2 separate regions of the Capsicum annuum genome follow, and region 1 is linked to region 2. The links are chromatin contacts, called in public Hi-C maps. All regions are on one chromosome and are shown on one strand. The core of a region is the stretch at or near the end of the contact, and the rest is flanking DNA. Distances in the headings are between cores, read along the strand shown.

Region 1 (3,957 bases), core at 67-2,566, 660 kb after region 2:
ATCTAACTCGTTCGACCCGACCTGAGCAAGAAAAAAACACATACAAATATACCCCCTCAGTTCTATTGATCAAATTTTTTCAACGAAATTAATCCACTTGATATTTATTAATGCATAGCTCATGAAAAATGGATTTGCATCAGTGCAAATGCAAACAAATATATCCCTCCCTTAGTTTATGAATCTGTATCAATGCAAATCTCATGAAAAATAGCGGCAGTCAAATACAACAGATTAGACCCACTGAATGTTTTTCTGGATGATTGAGTTAAGAAGTCTCGTTGTATGTCAATTGTGACATCTCTTCATTCTTCTGTCTTTATATATACAATTTGAATCTCCACAAAATTTTCATTATGTCATTTACTAAGAAAACTTATCCACTGATTCTAAAATCTAGATAATTTAAAAATTCGAATATAACTAGAATCAGAACAAAATTTGTAATAGACATTTTCTCTACTCCAATGGTTCTATGTTATTCCATTCCATTTTAGTTTTTGTTCATCTATAAATAATATACTAGTGTTGCACGTTAAAAGAAAATTACATTTGTTTATTGAAAAATTTTGACCAACAGAACTGAGAGAGAGTTATATTTATTTGTGTATTTTTTGTGGGTTGGATCGGACGGATTAAATTAGGATGTGTTTTATTTTAAAAAAATGAGTCATTTAACGTTGATTTGGATTTTTCTATTAAAAAAAAGGTACATGTGAAAAATTTCTTTAAAACGAGGATAAATTTGACCTAAAATATGATATCAAAGATAAATTTAGCTCCAAAATATGATGACAAGAGTAAATTTAAACCTATAATATATTTAATCTTTTTTTAAAATTGAAAAGTTAATTTGACCCATTTTCCTATATTTTATTAACCACTAATTCACATTCTTCAGTGCAGTGCTCTAAACTTACTAAAGTACTCGAAGAAATTAAGCAAAAGAGCAATCATGTGATCCTTCTTTCAGAAATAAATGCACTCATTTTTTGTCTTTTAAAAAACACTAGCCATGTAAATTAATACTTTTCTTATAAAGTTTACCCTCACAAAAAAAACACAAGACCAAACATCGGTCAAAATTCAAGAAAAGAGAGGTAATAGTAGACTAGTAGTATTGCACTAATTAGGGACCAACCCCACGAGAAGAGAGGACAGACAAATGAGAAGAAGACATTATCAAGATTCAGCCAAAATTGGTAGGTCCTAGCACGATGTACACACATGCATCCCCCACGAGTCCTGTTCCCACTTCCTTCACTTCCTAGATTTCATTGTTTATTACTTGTATTCCTTTTTAAAAAAATCGTTAAATTACTTATTTATTTATTTATTCTGTTTTATTATTTCCCTTCTCAAAAGTCTTATAAATACCCCTTCAAATACCTATTTAACTCCATCCTGCACAGGAATTAAGAGCTACCCCAAAAAAAAAAAAAAACATTTGAAGTGTGAGTGAGAAATAAGATAGTTGCAAGATGGAGACTTTCCCAGTTGTTAACATGGAGATGCTTAACACTGAAAAAAGGGCTGCAACATTGGAGAAAATAAAAGATGCTTGTGAGAACTGGGGCTTCTTTGAGGTAACATTAAAGTTTAAAATATGTTATCTTTAAAAAGATATGTTTTATGCACTGGTACCATGACATTTTACATAGCTGCTAGTTACAATTTTTGTCAGATATTAATTATTCTCATATTACAATTGTGTAAATATTTTATATACCATTAGTGCACAAAACTTAAACTCGTTCCCAGTTTACATACTTATTATTCCTATATTTGTGTATATATGAAGGTGATAAATCATGGGATCTCTCATGAGCTTCTGGACACAGTGGAGAGGTTCACAAAGGAGCATTATAAGAAGTGTATGGAACAAGGATTCAAGGAAATGGTGGCAAGTAAAGGCCTTGAAGCTGTTCAGACTGAGATTAATGATTTGGACTGGGAAAGTACTTTCTTCTTGAAACATCTTCCTGTTTCAAACATCTCAGAAGTTCCTGATCTTGAAGATGATTACAGGTCTAAGGGATCTCCATCTTTTGTTCTTTATATTAATTGCTTAATATTTAGTTTTTGTCATAAAAAGAAACTGTGCTCCTCTACCAAAAAAAGAAGAAGAAAGAAACTGTGCTCCAACTATCTGGGATTTTTCAGGTCAACTTTGTCTATCTAATTTAACCTGTATATCTCGGACCACAAGTATATCTTATGCTTAATAACCACATTCCTTAGCCATATATAAGGGTAACTTTTCTCCTTTGGATCTGCTTCTACCACCAGGGCAGAGCTAGAGAATAAAATACGGGCCCAATAGTTTTGATAAAAACCTTGTTTATGTGTTAAGCTTTTTACTTAATCATGTATAAATAATTTCTTCGAAAATAGTGATCCATCCTTTCTCCGCACGATGCGCATAGCAGGAGCTTTAGTGTACCAAACCGTCCTTAAGTTATTCGAAATTCAGTAAGCTGCCTTTTTTAAAATTCAGAACCCATTAACTCAAAATTCAGGCTCTGCATTTTGTCCACCACAGGCAGATCAAGGACGGAGTTTGCAAATTGCACTGAACATATTACTATCGGCTCAAATTACATGTACATATAAAATAAACAGGGTAGCCCGGTGCACTAAGCTCTCGCTATGCGCATGTACCTATAAAAATAGTACTCTCTCTGTTTAAAAAGGAATGACCTACTTTGACTTGGCACAAAATTTAAGAAAATAAAGAAACTTTTGAACTTTATGGCCTTAAATTAAAGTTGTGTCAAATGTACCAAAATCTCCTTTAATCCTGTGGTCCTAAATATGCTATGTGGAAAGTTGAAATTAAAGTATTGTAAAAAAAAAAAGGTCAATCTTTTTTAAACGGACTAAAAAGGAAATTAGGTCATTCTTTTTTAAATGTAGGGAGTAACTTCATACTAATGGAACTGTGGATTTGAGTTTGGTTTGTGCTTGCTTTGCTGACTTAAGATGAAATATAACAGGAAAATCATGAAGGAGTTTGCAGCTAAGCTGGAGAAACTAGCAGAGCAACTGTTGGACTTGCTCTGTGAAAATCTAGGACTTGGGCAAGGTTACTTGAAGAAAGTCTTTTATGGCTCAAAGGGTCCTACTTTTGGCACCAAAGTTAGCAACTACCCACCATGTCCCAAGCCTGATCTGATTAAAGGCCTCAGGGCTCACACAGATGCTGGTGGCATCATCCTTCTATTCCAAGATGACAAAGTCAGTGGTCTCCAGCTACTCAAAGATGGTAAATGGATTGATGTTCCTCCGATGCACCACTCCATTGTCATCAACCTTGGTGACCAACTTGAGGTATCCGAGGATTTAACCTTATATGCACAGATGATTTTAAAGATTATATACTATATATCAGTGTGATTTAACATATAGCATCATGTTTTCTTGTATTTCAAGGTCACTAGTTCAGGTTTAGCTCCTATACTCGGACATTCCTGACAAACTTTACTCTATTAGATCATCGGAAAGATAAGTATACATAACCCTCTTAAGGAGTTAGATCAGAAACCTGAAAATAAGGTAGGTTACCTGGTATGACATAATGAGATATATTGACAGTGTAAAAAGAATTTACTCATTACATGTAAGTTAAATCATTCTTGCTTCACTAAATATGGCCAATTACCTATCCCTTAGATGATCTGATGATGTAAAATTTGTTTATGATGTCAGTCTAAGAGCTAAATTCATTAATACAACACCAAGGCAAAGTCACTAAAATAAGAAGATAAATTTACTAATAATGTTGATTTGTGTTTTATATGGCTTTTAGGTGATTACCAATGGAAAGTACAAGAGTGTGGAGCACAGGGTGATTGCTCAGACTGATGGAAACAGAATGTCCTTAGCTTCGTTCTATAATCCAGGGAGTGATGCTGTCATTTATCCAGCACCAGAATTGTTGGAGAAGGAAGAAAAAAA
Region 2 (3,723 bases), core at 1,224-3,723:
TAAACTGGAAAAAGAACAGTAACATATTCCTGGAAAATATGATACTCGAACAAGAAAAACATCAGTCATTGCTAACGATTAATCTAGAATAAAGAAATCTCCCAAACGTTGAGTGAACTCATTCATGTCATCAGTGTAATACAATTGTTAGCAGTGGATATACTTTAACGGCCCAACAATTCAACAACTGAGAAATAAACTCATCTCCAAGATACACCAATTGGCATGAGGTATGCATACCATTTGAGAGGCAAGCCATTGTACTCAAACCATATGGTATCTACACCTGGAGGAAGTGAACTACTGAAGAAAGGCTTTATTTTTGGTGCTAAAAGAGGCAGGTACCCAATTCGAGGCGCTAAAATCTGCAATATGAAACACCATCAAATATAAAAAATAAATTAGTTTTTGCATATTAGTATACATATATATGTGTGCGTGTGTGTCTGGTCGAAGGGGGGGGGTCAGTTATATGTATATGCAAGCATCTGCATCGGGTTATTATGCATTCACTCATGTGTCTGGTATAATAACCATGACACAGCATTAAATTAAATAGCTAAAGAGGATAGCTGATTTCTGTCTCCTAAGATTAGCTTCGACATGGATGATAAGATTTGAATCGTGATGAAAAAGATAGGAACCACCGAAAAACGTCGGTTTAACCATATGGTTGGTCTTTTTTGACCAGGAAGAAATTTGACGAGTATGGTCGACTGGAATTAGGAACGCAAAACCTATCTGAACCTAAATGTGCTCAATTCCAAAAAGAGCTATATTTGTGGGATTAGAAGAGATGTTCCTGCTTTAATGCCGCACCCCATTGGCAAATGTCCCACCATAACCTCGAGGAAAAATGACAATGTCGAAGGAGATGATCATCATCTTCACCCGCTTCCTTTCACATGAAGCACAAATTGACATAAATGATGTTCCGCTTCCTAAGATTCTTGTCTGTTAAGATCACCCTTCTAGCTACTAACCAAGTGAAGAAACACACCTTCCTTAGAACCTTCGGAATCCAAATTGAACTACTTCTTCCATCCCAAGTTATGTGAAGGTGTTTGACTAGTAAGAATGAAACGAAGATTTTTGAAATTTGTCGTTTAACACAAGCTATAGATACTTGTGTGGGCATAAATTATTTGTTTTAGGGTACAACGTTAAGTTTAAAATTAAATTGACACCAAATGTAAGAAGGCATCATTCTTTCCAAAACTGACTACAAGGAAAAGAGTATGGATCAAGATATGCTGCCTGCCTATCATGCCAAAGGCGCTGCTGGTGGATATGCCAAAGATGTCCTGGCTCATCACATAAACTAGGACAGAGGAAATATAAGGAAAGGCAGCCTCCTCCCGATTAATCACTTTTCATAAAAAGACTTACTAGAAAAAATACTGCAATTCCCCAAATCCCACCTCCATGCATTATGACAAGAAAATGCCATGCTTTGTTTGTGAAGAGAATCTAACAATCTTTCCAATCATGAAAATTTCTCTTTAACCCCAAGTCCCAAAAGTCTCACCACCCTGTCTACTCCAAATTTGTTGGATAGTCAGCTCCTTTTGACATGATACTCTATAAATGCTCGGTAAATCCTCTTTTAAAATGTTGTCGCACCTTACCCCCCCAAAAAACTCAATCTCCTCCTGTCTCGTACCCTGAATTGATACATTACCACTAAATTCTACCCATCTTTCCATAGTGTTCCTCCCTAAACCACACACATAAGGCATATTCACATCTTTAGTCTCCACCCTCTTTCCATAGCCCCATATTTGTTTACTGTTACCCCTCTCCAAAAAGATTGTTCCTCTAACCTGAATCTCCATAACCATACCCAATAATGCCTTATTGAAGACCCTAAAATCTTTAACTCTAGGAGATGCCACGAGCTTTTCATCGAACCATGTGAGACTTCCTTTTCTTTTCCCCTAATAACAATATATAGGTCGGAGGTGAAGGCAGGTCCTTTTCCCCAATGGGTTCAACAGTGGTTCCGCATTTACCCCAGCTAACCCCTTATCTGGACACGCTAGTAGTGAATCAATCATTTTAAGGGGTCAATAATTCTTGTTTAAACTTAGAGCAGAGAATCTTAACATTCAGAAAAAAATAATAATAATAATTATTATTATTATTATTATTATAGATTCAAAGAATCGATTCGTACCAGGGCAGGCGCGGGAGGAGGAAGAGTAGTGACTTCGGATTCATGAAGGTGAATCTGCAAAGGAATTGCTCCTTCCCATATATATTTCTGTGCTGAACTTCCTCCCACTCCTCCTTTACTTCCCATTGTATTGAAAGAGTCCAGCTTCTCCAACCAATTCTCCTTCTTTGACTCTTCCACAAAATGATCACCGCTGCTGCCGTCAAGTCATGGTTAAGCAAAGAAAATTTAATAGTAATTGGAATTTGGAACCCTCTGCAACTATTTTATATATTTATTTTGACAAACTTACTCTGTTTAGCTCATATCAAATTGGATGGGCCCATATTTTAACTCGGCCAATTCACTTCACATAAATAGTACTTCCTCCGTTTCATTTTACATATCGTGATTTGATCGAGCAAAGAATTTAAGAAATAAGGGACAATTTGATAAAATTTATCAAATTAAGCTTTATCAAAAAATGTGTCAATATCTTTTTTTCTTTAATTAAGTGGAACCAACAAGGATAAAAGGATAATTGTGTCTTTAAAAAGTTATCAAATAAGAAAAAGCGACACTTATTTTAGGACGTATTAAAAAGAAAATAATGACACATAATTTGAAACGGAGGGAGGAAAATATATCAAAAAATTAGGCTGTGCTTATAAGAAAAAAAAAATTATAGAATAAATGCCTATTCACCTCTTTATATGTTTAATTTCTAATGTGAGCATTGGGACACCAATGGTTAAACTAAAATTAAACTCAATATGTAAAGTTAAAATAGTAAATTGAGTCCATTAAATATCTTAAAAAATTTGTTTTATAAGTGGCTTTATACAAATACTACACATAGTTATGAAGTCTATAAGCATCTTCAACCTTCATCTCACTCATTTCAAAAGAAAAAGATATTTCCTCTCTCCACCGGTCTTGAAAAATTATTATTCTACTTTGTTCTTCATTTCAAGGTTGCTCTCTTTTATCTTTGTATTTTCATTTCACGCATGATTTTATTTTAATTTTTTCCCGATTATTCTTGCTTATGTAAGCTTGCGGTAGTATAATGGTCGTATTCTACTTGCTCGTTCTTAGCCTTTGCTTCTATTTGATTGCTCTTCTTCTTCTTCTTGATTCTTCAATTAGTTTATGAGTCATCTGCACTTCATTTGATTTGAACTTTTGTTCTTTTATTTAGGTATAATAATGGAAATCAGATTATGAGAGGGAAAGCATTGTCCTGTCAGCTTGCCGCTAAGCGATATTAGTCATTTTAAGTGAATTTGTATGTGTTAAACTCATGCTCTACCTGTTGTATGTGTATGGATGAACACAATTCCATATGAGACCACAAGTCTTTATCTCAGTTTCAATCTTGCTGTATTTCTTCCTTCATCGGTGAGCTTCGCCCTTATAATTATTGGGTTTTATACAAACCCAATTCAACTTTTTGACAATGTAGTTGCAATTTTAAAGTACCTTTTTTGTAATTCTCCTTTTCTCATCTTCACTTTTTCCTTCAATCTTCTAATTATCCTTACTTTATCCCTGATGTGCTTTTGATT

What was found. Hi-C and Micro-C count contacts between places; a contact is called where the count stands out from the background.
Region 1: a Hi-C map of leaf shows a contact between it and region 2, with 2.9 times the contacts expected there. The contact joins the promoter of LOC107857536 here to the promoter of LOC107857534 in region 2. A contact is called at or near these places in 2 of 5 Hi-C or Micro-C datasets (leaf and placenta).

The regions. Positions count from the first base shown.
Region 1 is chr2:66,577,650-66,581,606 of UCD10Xv1.1, forward strand. It overlaps LOC107857536 (1-aminocyclopropane-1-carboxylate oxidase), which reads left to right and starts at 1,317. Exons shown (of 4, transcript XM_016702327.2): 1 at 1,317-1,586; 2 at 1,802-2,028; 3 at 2,997-3,330; 4 at 3,809-3,957. The coding sequence starts at 1,482.
Region 2 is chr2:65,916,911-65,920,633 of UCD10Xv1.1, forward strand. It overlaps LOC107857534 (autophagy protein 5), which reads right to left and starts at 2,474. Exons shown (of 9, transcript XM_047406312.1): 1 at 2,177-2,474; 2 at 241-365. The coding sequence starts at 2,302.